2 separate regions of the Mus musculus genome follow, and region 2 is linked to region 1. A link is a contact called in public promoter capture Hi-C data. All regions are on one chromosome and are shown on one strand. The core of a region is the stretch at or near the end of the contact, and the rest is flanking DNA. Distances in the headings are between cores, read along the strand shown. Region 1 holds the start of Trf (transferrin). Region 2 overlaps Slco2a1 (solute carrier organic anion transporter family, member 2a1).

Region 1 (6,606 bases), core at 1,760-4,259:
ATGGTTGTAGTGGAGCACCCAGGGTCTGTGGGTGGCTGGGTTCTTATATCTGTTTCCATGCTCGGCCACACAGTGGGGTTTGTCATTCAGAGACCCTCGTGTTTTGAGAGTCCCTGTAAGCTCCTCTGTGGGTGCTGTCATGGAGGTGAAAACCCTGAAGGTGCTGTCTTTGTTTTTTTTTTTTTTTAAAGATTTATTTATTATTATATCTAAGCACACTGTAGCTGTCTTCAGATGCACCAGAAAAGGGTGTCAGATCTCATTACGGATGGTTGTGAGCCACCATGTGGTTGCTGGGATTTGAACTCAGGACCTTCAGAAGCCCATCTCACTAGCCCAGAAGGTGCTAGTCTTAACACTGAAAAGCTTACTGCTTTTCCCTATAGTCCTGGGCCCCTGAAACAGTAGGAGCTAGCATGCCATGGCCACCTACGTGTGCGGCCACACCCGGATGGACAGGAGAATTCAAGCCTTGGAATGATCCTCTTCCTGCCACTCTTGGTATAATTGTCTACTTGGACACCTGACAGTCCCCACCCCCCAGTTCAATTTTTTTTTTTCCACAAGTGAGTCAAACCAGAGGCGTATAGGGGCTACCGTTCCCGGCAGCAGGACTTACAGAAATGGCCTTGATGCAATCCGGATAGGAGGTTTTCTTCACACAGGCAAGCCGGGGGCCATCAGGCGGAAGGACGGTCTTCATGTGGTCACGGAAGCTGATGCACTTGGTATTCTCGTGCTCTGACACTGCGCACCATTTGACCGTTTTGTCAGGGACAGCCAGACACAGCCCTGCAGGAGAGAAGGCGGAGGCATAAAGGACCCGCTCCCCGTGCCTGGGGAGAGAACGCACCACTTTACGAAGGGTCTTAATGGCCACCTCTCCTCTGTTCCACCCTCCTCTCATCCCTGGTGGCAGTCATGACAGAGCACAGGGCTCTGCTGCACTCCGATCCTGGGAACAGATGAATCCGTTCGCCCCAACGGTCTGCCATGTTCCCACCTAACCCTGGGCTGCTTAGAGAGATGCTGGGGTAGCTGAAGGTGACAACCTGCTCTTCTTTTGCCTTGGCTGAAGGTCCACATCAAAATGTGAACTTCAGTGGGCAAACACCATCCTCAGCCACCTTCAGACAAGGCTCTAGACACCAACTCTAGGAAAGGCATACCGTCTTTTAGAAATGAGAAAGCTGGCCTTGGGGGAGGAAGCAGGTTTGTCCTACGTCATCATGTTTGTTAGCAGCCCAGACACTAGGTCTGATGGCCAGGCCCCAGGGGAAGATAACGATCTTAGAAGCTTTGCGTCTCTCTGAGCGACAGTTTGATCACGAGTTCACCTGTGATACTCTTCAGCTGTCTTCTGTTGAGAAAAGGCTAGGAACTCCCTTCTATGCAGCAGGCTTCTGTTTCTACCAAACCTTCCCTGGATGCTTTACCCCCTTTGGGCCGCCATTTAGAGAATCAGCTGAAGACAATTACGTGTATCACGATGTGTGTATGTGCTTATATAATCGGGCTCCCATGTGGTGTGTGCATGTGCAGATGGGAACACATGGGGGGTGGGGGTGGGGGACAAAGGGCAACGTGCGGTGTCTCCCGCTATTACTCTCTGCCTGATTTTTTTGGAGACAGTGTCTTTCACTGAATCTGAGCCTTGCTGGTTCCACTAGATTGTCTGGCCAGAAAGTCCCTGGGATCTTCCTGTGTTTGCTTCCCCAGGGCACTGTGGGTTCCCTGGGATCTTCCTGTGTCTGCTTCCCCAGGGCACTGCGGTACCCAGCTTTTTACATGGTTGCTGGGGTTCTGAATTTAGGTCCTGGTGTTTGCATGCTAAGCATCTGCCCAGTTGTACCATCTCCCCAGCTGGGTCACCACTGAAATCCACACGATGGAGAGATGCCGTCTGTGGGACCTGGCACTCCTAGCTCTTGTCACATCCCTTCCCTTTCGGGCAATTCAGCAGGGCTGACTTACTGACTCAGCAAGCCCACAAATCACTAAGCATGGATCGGGGTGGGTGAGGCCAATGGACCTCAGGATGGATGAGGAAGGACAACAGGGAGACTGATCGTCCCCAGCTCCTTCCCTTTAGTTCACCGTGGCCAGAGGGATAGACGACCTCTCTAGCCTCTTCAAACTAGTTCGTCTAACTTGTAAATTTTGACCTTGGTCCGGTGTCACTGTGCATAGCCACACAAGGTGTCCTGAGCTAACAAGCACGGAAGCCTGTTTCAGGCTGACAGTTGTTAGGGATGACAAATCACTCAAACTAGACAGCCCCAACACTGTGACAAATGCTAACTACAGTCCAACTGGAGCAGGCATTTGGGTCTTTGAGACCCCCCCCCCCTCTGGTGAGGAGTCAGCAGGATGCAGGACTGGGACCTGTGACCTCACCCTCACCTGACCCTCCCAGGCATGTGCGGTAACAAGCAAGACCCGTCGCAGGAGAAATACAGGTATGATTTGAACCCCAGAATTCTGGCTTCAAATCCCACACCCTAGTCTAAGCCACCAGCGCCAAAGGCATCCAAGGAGGCATCAGACAAAGGAGAGATAGCAGGATTAGATCTCAGGAAGTTGTGACTACCACACCATGCTGTTTGGACTATACTGAGGCCCCGGGATAGCGCCTGGGTAAACTGGTTAAAAGTTTTCTAACATCGCGTATACCATATCTTCAAATTACTGGACATAGGGGAGACAGCGTGATGAGGATAGTGAAAGGTAGAGACTGAATCAGAGCCCCAGATGCATGTGGATCCACGTTGTTCCTACGCTATGGAAGATGAAGATACCACAGAGAAGAAGCAAGGGGCTGGAAGCTGGGACTTCCAGCTTTAGCTCCTAAGGGTTGCATACATAGCCAGCCAGTCATCCCCTGCACGCACACTCACCCAGGGCAGCGCAGGCCAGCAGGGCACCCACGGTGAGCCTCATCCTCTCGGTGTGTGTGTGGCGAGGAGCGGGGAGTACAGACCGACCCGCTTCTGCGCCGCCTGCCCGTGGCCCGCTCGCCTTTATGCACGGAGGGAGGGGGCCGGCTGGGCGCAATCTTTGACCTCTTGTGTTTGCGCAGTCCAATTGCCCAATCACCCCGCATCCACCCCCTTCCTTTCTTGCCCTGATGATCACCTCATTTCCTGAGCTGTGGGACAGAACTGCGCATGGAATCCACTACCACGACAATCACACACACACACACACACACACACACACACACACACTCACTCAAAAAGCCTGTGTTTAGAAGGAAGCTAAAAGCAGAACCCACTCTTTGTTATCACTGCCTGGAGCAGCATGGTACAGCTGCTTGGGCGGGAGTGGCTTGCTCCCGGGTGCCAGGGCTTCTACTTGCCAACAGCTTCATCAACCTTATAGGGGGGCGGGGGGGGAGACTGAGGCTTGAGCGGAAGGGAAACTGCCTAGGACGGCAGACTAGAACCGGAGAAGGAACCTAACTGGGAAACTTGGCTCAGGTCAGAGAGGCAGCACGCCATGATCCCAGCAACAGTCCGGGGGCAGCTCTCCCTCCCTCTATCCCTGCCAGGCCTGGCCTGCTCTGGAGCTGAAAGCTTCCTGCCCTTGAGCTTCTGGTGAGACAATCCGGGCTAGAAACAGTCACAGGGACAAGAAACTCTCTCCCACTGCCAGGAAGTGGTCAAACTGTGAGGCTCAGAACAAAGGGCCAGTGTAAGCATAAAGAGGATGCTTCCTTTTTTTTGTTGTTGTTATTTTATTTATTTACATTTCAAATGTTATCCTCCTCTGAAAAAAACGCTCTATCCCATTCCCCTTCCCCTGCTTCTATGAGGGTGCTCCCCCACCTCTCACCCCCTCCACCCCAACTTATCTACCCACTCCTGCCTCACCTTCCTAGCATCCCCTTACACTGGGGCATCCATCCACAGGACCAAGGGGCTCTCCTTCTATTGATGCCATTAATAAGGCCATCCTCTCCTACATATGCAGCTGGAGCCATGGGACGGTCCTTCCATGTGTACTCTTTGGTTGGTGGTTTAGTCCCTGGGAGCTGGGGGGGGGTGTCTGGTTGGTTGATATTGTTGTTCTTCCTATGGGTTTGCAAACCCCTTCAGCTCCTTCAGTCCTTGGCCTAACTCCTCCATTGGGGTGCTAGTCTGATGGTTGGCTTTGAGCATCCACCAGTCTGATGGTTGGCTTTGGCTTCCTTGGCATCCTGATACCCCTGATTAAGTAGTCACCAAACTGCTTTGACTGCATTCATCACAGAAACGTTTCGCTTGCACCCTCCATACGTGCCGCCGTTTCAACTCTCACTAGAGTTGTGCATTTCAATCCTGTACATGGACTGGAAGATTCTGAAATGATGAAGTCAAAAAAAAATGGGCATTTGAAAATGTCCCTCTGGGTATATCACCAAGTGTACTATCCCAGGCTCCATATACACTCAGGGAAAGGTCAAGGCGAATCACCAAGGGAATTTAGGGTTTTCAACAACCGTTTCTTACTGGATTTAATCAGGGTCCTGTCCTCTCTGGTCCTTGGTTTCCTTGTCAAGTCTGCAGGATGTTGACGCTCTGATTTCAGGCTGCGGAAAGAGCCCGGTGAAGCTCTCAGCACATCTCGGCCATAGGTATTCAAGAGGAGCCGTGGGTGACCAGAAGCTCTCTGGTGTGGAATTAAACACACAACTGGGGACATGTGCAGATGTGTCTTGGGCCACCAAGAACACTGAACGTCATGGCGCCAGCCTCTCATCTTCACATCTCCTGTAGACATTCACAGACCTGGGCCTCCCGTGCAAGCATGTGGCATGTACATCCCCATGGCTAGCCGGGTCCTGTCAACCCCTCAGAAGAGTAGCAGACACAGGACTCTGTTGCTGTCCTTCTCCTGTGCAAGAACTGGTAGCCTGGACGTCTGTAGCAGGAGCAGGAAGGTGATGTGGGTCTGATTCTCTGTTTAGTTGACAGAGAGGAGCTCAGGCCAGACTTGGTCGGTCAACATGCTAATTTGGCTGCTTTGGTTTTTGTGCACTGGCACTTATGAACCCAAACACAAAGTGACTTTTCCCATTGTAATCCCAGTCTCTGACAGGAATGTTTTAAAGGTACGTGTGTGTATGTCCTGGGATGGTTAGAGAGAAAGTTGTGGTATGTCCAAGGGCAAGCACACATGTGTCATATGTCACAGTGCGAAGGTCAAAGGACAACTTCCAAGAGTCAGCTCTGTTCTTCCACTGTGGAGGAAGGTTCTGGAGATCAAATTCAAGTTATCAGGTTGAAACTGGTTAGCCTGCTGAGCCATCTCAGCCCAAAGGTCAAATGTTCTAACCTAACACACCCATGTAACTGGACATATGAAAAACTTAAACATGGAAACAAAACTGCCAAAAAACCAGGACAGGGACAGAGTGTCGCAAGCATTCAGAACTCCTTTCCTTTGTCAGTCATTTGCTGAGAGGACCCCCATCTCCCCCCAGGCCCCTCAGAAGCTTCATATCACATGTTCCTGTCTGGCCTGTGGACCCAGGCGAGGAAACAGGGCCAACCCACACGCTGAGCACCAGTGCTGGCTGGCTAATCTTTTGCAATAGCAGAAAGTATCACTGGGCCATTACAATAAATGGTGTCCCTGAGAAAGGAGCACTTTGGAGACCATCGGTTTATAGCAGGGACACTGGGCAATATGTACATCACTAATGAGGAAGAGAAGCCACAGTTGCTCTGTGCTCTGTCCCCCTGACCCTCTTGGGGGTCCTTATGCAGGAAGGCTATATTCCCACTGCCACCCCACAGCCGGCGTTAGGATGGAGTCTGGATTCACTGGACACCTGGAGGCAGGAGACACCCAGCAGAGCGATAGATACACATCCAGCGGATGCCTTGGTTAGGCCCTGCAGCGAGCTTGCAGGGGCTGCCAGGAAGCAGGAAGCAGGGGGGAGGGGCGTTGTGAGGTGTTGAACGTATAACACAAACTTAGGGAAGTTCAGAGGAGGGCATGGAATACAACTAGAAAGTGACTCTCCCTGCCTCATCCTCTCCCATGGACACATAATGAGTCTACCTCAAGCTATTCCTCCAGCCACAGGCTTATTAGCAAAGTGTCTGGCCTCACTGGGTCCTCACCAGACCAGCCACCTCAAGGTCTTACTTCAGAAGGATCCCCTGAGTTCAATCCCAGAGGGGCGCATAGCCCATGGAGAAAGTTCCAGTTTGACATCAGTATCTAGAGCTACCGTGTCATCCACACATACCTGGTAGAGAGGTCCGTGCCATTGGGTCTTAATCAGGAGAAGCCCCGTGTCTGCCATTCTTCAGACAATGTTTCCTTTTGAGGTGTACGTGTGGATACAACCCTGGTTATATTGACTGCTCAGGCCTATGTGTCTCCGTAGGAATGGATGTGTTGGGATGGGAAGTTGGCATCACAGTGCTCTGTGTTCTTGGGGGCTGCAAACATCTGTGTCTGTGTCTTCACTTGTGTGTTTAATTATTCTAAACCAGAGACCCTCTGGATACTCACTGTCCCCCTGAGCACCTCACCAATGGCTGAGACTTTCAGCGGGGCTTCACCGATCTCTCACTACAGCCCCGGGATTGGTGCTTACGAACCTCCGTCTAG
Region 2 (6,295 bases), core at 184-2,683, 150 kb before region 1:
TCAGTATCAGCGTCTTAGCCCCCTCCACCATCTCTCATCCTTCTCTGCCCCGGGGTCATGACCAGATGCCCACAGCCCAAAGTCAGTTAAAGATTGGCTGGAGACCAACGAGTTCATTCTTGGGAACTTGGCAAAACAACAGAAACAAGTCCGAGCAGTCGCTCTCAGCGGAAACTTGTGACTGATACTAATGGCTCCCTGTGGCAGGGGGGAACTTCTGGGTTCTGGGTTCTGGGTTCAGGCCATATTACAGAGTCACATGGCCTGAGAGCAGAGGGTCCCCTGTGACTTGGACCTTAGAGGCCAGTGCTGGGAGCAGCAGTCGTTTCAAGCCCTCCTCTCCCAGGAGTGCCACAGAGTTGGCCTGAAGCCATGAAATTAAGTTCAAATCTAGGATTAGAAACAAAATCTCTCTTCACCTGGTCTTCAAGGCCATGTGTCTCCTTCTTAGACCTAGACCTATGGGGACTTGTCTGACAATATGTGAGGACAGTGACCCCAGGCCTTCTGGGATCAGGAAACAGCAAATGCCTCCTCCAGGTTTGTCTCTTAGTCAGAAATCCATGTGTGCAGCCACCATGTCAACCAAAAGCCCTGGTCTCACAGTTTACATCCAGTCCGATAAATGCACACGATAAATGCTGAGGGACTTCCTGAGGTGACTTACCCTTGAGCAAAGACCAGAAGAATCCTATGGAAACCTGGAAGCCCATTGCACTCGAGGGAAGCACAGGTGCCAGTGCACCAGAGAAGCTGAGGAAAGGCCTGGTCGGCGCTAAGCGACAAGTGTCACAGCTATCGGGACAAGGGATCAACAGGTCCAGAGCTGGGCAGGGCCAGGCAAGCCAGACTTAGGAGGGAGATTATTTCCCCTCTTAACTCCCTCTGATGAGAACAATGGAACGTCTATGTCATTACTATAGGATGCCCCCATAGGAAGAATGCACCTGTGTGTCGGCCATGTGTGTTGGCCATGGGCCAGGCTAGCCCCCACTTACCACCTCTTGCGAGGTCACAGAAAAAAGCTTCCCCTGTCTGTCACTATGGGCAAAGGCCCTTGGCTCTCAGGTAGAGAAGGGTGAGGAGCTAAGACAAGATGGCCCCTTAGTTTGCCTCTTAACTGGAAGAGTGGTGGCTTCTGTGGTTTTCTTATCTTTATTTACTCTCCGCTGACTCATCTACTTCCAGAAATAATCTTGACAAGCTTCCAATAACAGCACAAGTACATCAAGACAAAATCCATTACCATGATAGCAAGGGAAAAAATAATAAATTATAAGGGGGATAAAGTCTTAGTATTTTAAGATCCAGATTGCGGGAGGTTACGGCAATATCGTGTGTTAGGAACTTCTGAGCTTGAGGGCCACAGTCCCACTGACTGACAGAGGGAGGCCTCCTCTAGCTCATTAGTTGGCTCAGCCCCATAACAGCTCTGACACCAACGTCATCATAGGCTGGGCCATCAGCCACTGCAAGGAGGGAAGGCAAAGATGACCAGATGAACGGTGGCCGCCAAATGAGTCGAACAGCAGTGTTGAGCCACATAGAATTATGATGAGGCAGGGTCCTCCTCTGGGGGCTCTTCTTAGGTCAAAGTACACCTCTTCAGTGGGGAGTGCTACAGAGCATTCAAGAGACTCTGTTATTGTTTCCTCTACTCCCGGAACATACCTTCTCCCATAACAACTTGCGCAACCACTAGAGCGGGCTGGACCGGGAGGAGAGCTCCCAGGTTCCAGGCGCTGAGCTGATGAGGGTGCTTTGCCTGGTGATGGGATCTTGGGCATTCAGATGTTGGAAGACTGCAGGAGTTCATCCCATGCTGGACTCTTGGTGAAGACCATTTCTTTCTTTTTTTTATTTTAAAGATTTGTTTATTTATTTTATGCATGTGAGTGCACTGTCACTCTCTTCAGACACACCAGAAGAGGGCATCAGGTCTCATTACAGATGGTTGTGAGCCACCATATGGTTGCTGGGAATTGAACTCAGAACCTCTGGAAGAGCAGTCAGTGCTCTTAACCGCCGAGCCATCTCTCCAGACCGTGAAGACCATTTCTAATGTCCCCAAAGTGAAAGAGCCAGGACCCCATGGGGCACTCTAAAACCCTCATCTGACCTCTTCAGTCTTTGAATCCTAGCTTTTCCTCCATCCCTGGAGGGCTGAAGGGAGGGCAGAGGGATTCGTTCATATTAGAGGGAGGCAGTGTGGATATGTGAAACATACAGAGGTTAAATCATGACGTGGCCCCTCCTGTTCTTCAAGATCTATTTGAACTGTAGCTGTGTGACTGGAGGATCCGCATCGGCCAAGACAGGCTCCTGCCCTACATCCTGTGCACAGCTGCTGCTCCCGTCCATCTTCCTCATCTCCTTTGTGGCACTCATTGCCTGCGTCTCCCACAACCCCCTCTACATGATGGTCCTACGGTGAGTGAAATCTCTGAGCCTCTGGCTGCTGCTTCCACACCCTCTCTTTGACAGTACATCCTGTCTCCTACTCAGAGTCTCTCCTCCCTTAACTGGGGAGTCTTAACAGCAACCTACAAGTGTCTAATGGTGAGAAGACAATAGGTACACTGATGGCAGGAGTTCCCTGTCCCAGGAGGAGCTCCTGGTAGGGAAGCCTGGCCCAGGCTCCTAGTATCCATGAAACATAGGCCCTGTTGGCACCCCCATCTTTATTTGTGGGAAGTTAAATCATAGCCCGGGATGGTGGAACTGTCGAAAGGTTGAGCCGCAGGTTCAAGACAGGCTGTGGGTAAAGATTCACTTGTTCTTCAATATTAAAAGAGGAGAAATCAGCAAGTCAGAAACTGAGGAAAGTTCCAGAAGCAAAGCGAACACTGTGAGAAAGGGCTGAAAACGTGAAATTTGCAGGAGACTGGGGACTCAGTGCTCAGAGTGGAGGGACAAGGGACCAGGAACCAGGGTGGGGTCAAGAGAAGTGTCTGGTTTTTAATAGAGAGCGTTCCCTCTTCTCATTCTACCAAGAAGGAAAATGTAAGAAAAGAAAAAGAAAAAAGAAAAGAAATCTCACCCAAGTTCATCTAACCACCTCCTGCCTGCCTCTCTGACCTCCCATCCAGCCCCATCAGCTTACTTGGAAAGCAGAGAAGGAGAAACACAAAGGTTGAAAACTCCCTATCAGATTAAAAGTCTCTACTTGAGTGTCTTGGGTGTTGCCTGACCTCATGACTCCCAGTTTCCTTGACTATGAAAGGAAGATAGTGATACCCACCTCCAAGTGTGAGTGTGAGCAATTACAAGGTCAATCGCTTCGTAAACAGAAGCTCCTCTGCTGGGCGTGGTGGTGTCATCTATAAATCTAGTGCTTGGAAGTAGGAGAACCAAGAGTTCAAGGTCTTCTTTGCCTAGATAGTAAGTTACAAGCCAGCCTAAGCAATATGAGACCCTACCTTACAAGGTTCTCAATGTTTGAGTAACAATCCCTTTGGGGGTTGACTGACTCTTTCACAGGGGTTGCCTACTACGACCATCAGAAAACACAGAATTTACATTACAATTCATAACATTAGCAAAATTAAAATTAGGAAGTAACAACGAAATAATTTAGTGGTTGGGAGGCTCACCACAGCATAAGGAACTGTATTAAAGGGTCGCAACCTTAGGAAGGTTGAAGACCACTGCCCTACCTCAGAAAAGACATGGGGGCTGGTGTTCTCCATATTGATTAGGACCTATCTCTCCAGAAGGCTAAGCAATGAGGAAGGACCAGCTGCCATGTCAATAATGTAGCTTAGTAACAGAGCACTTGGTTAGCACATGTATTTTACTCTATCCAAGTCTAGTCTCTTTCCATTCATCCCAGAACCTCAAACTACTAAATAGTACCATGAACATTCAGGATTACGTCCTCCCAACTTAGTCAAATCCCTCAGGATACATCTTCATGGATACACCAAGAGATTTGTTTCCCAGGTCATTCCAGATCCATACGTTAGCAATGAAGATTGGCCATCGAAGTCATCCATTATGGATCGGGCCATTGGAGACAAGCTGATACAGAGGGAAAGAACATCCATTCAACTGGAATTCCAGGCACTGTCCACTGGGAGATCCCACATGGTCCCTCTTTCTCCTACTTGAACTCCAAAGAGCCTCCCTTCACTGGGTCATCCCCCTGGGGATGTCTCTCAGATGCCGACTAACTTTGGCAATGGTTGTAAGATAATATGGAATGATCTGGAGGCCACTTTTGAGTTCTTTTCCACTCTGTCCTCGGCTCCAAATTCTTTTCCAAATGATAATCACCCAGCCAGGAGTATGTGGTGTGAAAACGTGGAGAAGCCAGAGTCTGGTCACACAGCAGGCGCTTCTACCACTGCTCTGAGCTCCTCAACCCTGTGTGTCAGATGCCAACCCCCTTTTCACTCTCCAGTTGAGGTGGCAGCTCTCTAGGGAGAGCTGAACCTCTTTACCTGGCTTTGCCATCCCCCTCTTGAAGGAGAAAAGGTAGAAAGCAGGACCACGCACAGAATCCACAGGACCCAATGCAAATGAAACTGTAAAGACTTTGGCTTGTGAATCATTTAAGAACTCCAAGACATACGTAAACCAAAGCTGGGCCTTTCTGACGGCAGCATCCTATGCAGCTATTCAAGTCACACCTTACAAAGCTGGCCCAGGGCAAGGAAATGTTTCAGATCTGCACAGAAGCTGATAGCCCAGGGCCCTCTTTTCCTGGTACAAGATATTCTGTGGGTGTTGTTCAGACCTGCTGTCTAAGCATCCAGCCAGAAATTCCTTTCTACTTGGTCTCTCTTGCCTGCTTTCTTTCCAAGAAGTCTCTGGACAGTCCTGAAAACAATACAGACTATTGGTTCTCAAACCCAAGTTTACATCCAACTCTCCTGGAATATCCACGTTTTTGATAGATGCCAGGCGGAGAATCTGTATTTTGAACGTAGCCTGGGCGGTGCCTCTGATCCAGCAACAGTGCTTTGAGAACGATGGGTATAACAGGCATTCAGCAGATAATGCGCATCATCCATGTGTCTGGTCAGACTCCATGAGGACCAGTGCTGACCTGCTCTGAGTCTTTCTACCCCCTACACCTCATACCCTCCAGGTGATGCTGCAGTCTAGAGTCCTACTGGTGCTAACTTCCTGTTTTCCTTTTCAGTGTGGTGAACCAGGATGAAAAGTCGTTTGCCATTGGAGTACAGTTCTTGTTGATGCGTTTGCTGGGTAGGTGATTTAGGCCCTGGACCGTGGGCATCTAAAAGCCATGTGGGGCGGGGCAGGGTTTGGAGAAGTCCCAGTTCATCTTGGCTGCATATTCCTAACAGCAAGAAGAACCAAACCCTGACAGATGACAGTTTGCCTGATTGCTTGAGATCGGGGAAGATTCTGTCTACAGTATTCAAGCCAAATTTAAATTATGTAAGAAAAAGAAAAGGTCATAGCTGAGAGTGCTGAATACAGAGTTAAAGGCAGGTATTTTTAAATCTGTCTCCAAGAATCCGCCCTAGGAAACAAGACCTTGCATTCCTGCCCTAGACAGAGCAGTTTCTGAGCTGAGCCCTGGCTTCCCTCCCATTTTCCAAACCTCAGTCCTCTGCCACGGTTCAGCAAATGTCTCTTCTGTCAGGGGATCCTGCCTCCAAACCCTGTCTGTCCTCAAGTAGCCTGGAGCCCCCAGCTCAACACTCAAAATACTCAAGCTGTGCATACACATAATCAGCAGAGACCTACAGGGAGAGAGAACTCCCACGGGAGCAGGAGGCATCTGGCTTCCCTGAGTGCAGGGACTGCAGGGAGAGGAGACACACAGTAGGTTCCTTCCCAGCTGGCCAACTCTCATCTGCCCGTTGACATCCATGGCACAGTCATGCATTAGACTGAACCCCAGGCACTGATGTGGAGGTCTTGCTACAATGGATGAACAAAAGTATAAAGATTGAATTTAACAGAGGATCTTTGTACTAAGAATTTCAGGGGTGGGGATTTTGAGGTTCCGGGCAGAAGGACTTGAGTTACTATCAATGTGAGCCTTCCTACTTTAACCACTGACACCCTCTGCATTATTATACAGGGGTGCAGGTCACATCTTGCCCTGCCATGGCTTCCATTAGCCTTCCAGCGTGCGTCATCATCCCAGCTGAAGTCAGATGGGCAGGTGCCTATGCAGGGTCTGAGCCAGCATTTTCAATGGAGTTTCTTAGCCGCAAGCCATTTATCCTATCATGAAGCGTCTCAGTTCCAAAGGACCCTTAACCCTCTAAATGACAACCGTCACATTCCTGGAACCACACAGGGGACACAGGGTATC

Evidence for each region. Promoter capture Hi-C pulls out the DNA fragments that hold promoters and counts their contacts.
Region 2: a contact with region 1 is called in a promoter capture Hi-C map of the C10 cell line, with 2.3 times the contacts expected there. The contact joins the enhancer-like site here to the promoter of Trf in region 1. A contact is called at or near these places in 2 of 39 promoter capture datasets (both in the C10 cell line), 1 of 484 Hi-C or Micro-C datasets (nephron progenitors), 2 of 115 datasets of contacts at active chromatin or transcription factors (both in embryonic stem cells) and 2 of 9 other capture datasets (adipose tissue and liver).

What each region holds. Positions count from the first base shown.
Region 1 is chr9:103,227,277-103,233,882 of GRCm38.p6, forward strand. It overlaps Trf (transferrin), which reads right to left and starts at 3,010. Exons shown (of 17, transcript NM_133977.2): 1 at 2,898-3,010; 2 at 620-792. The coding sequence starts at 2,940.
Region 2 is chr9:103,077,183-103,083,477 of GRCm38.p6, forward strand. It overlaps Slco2a1 (solute carrier organic anion transporter family, member 2a1), which reads left to right. Exons shown (of 14, transcript NM_033314.4): 11 at 2,267-2,430; 12 at 5,147-5,211. Among named protein-coding and RNA genes, the nearest start is that of Rab6b, 32 kb to the right of the region's middle. Within about 2 kb of position 1,434, at least 35 of the 459 cell types and tissues checked have an H3K27ac peak or open chromatin away from gene starts, as enhancers often do.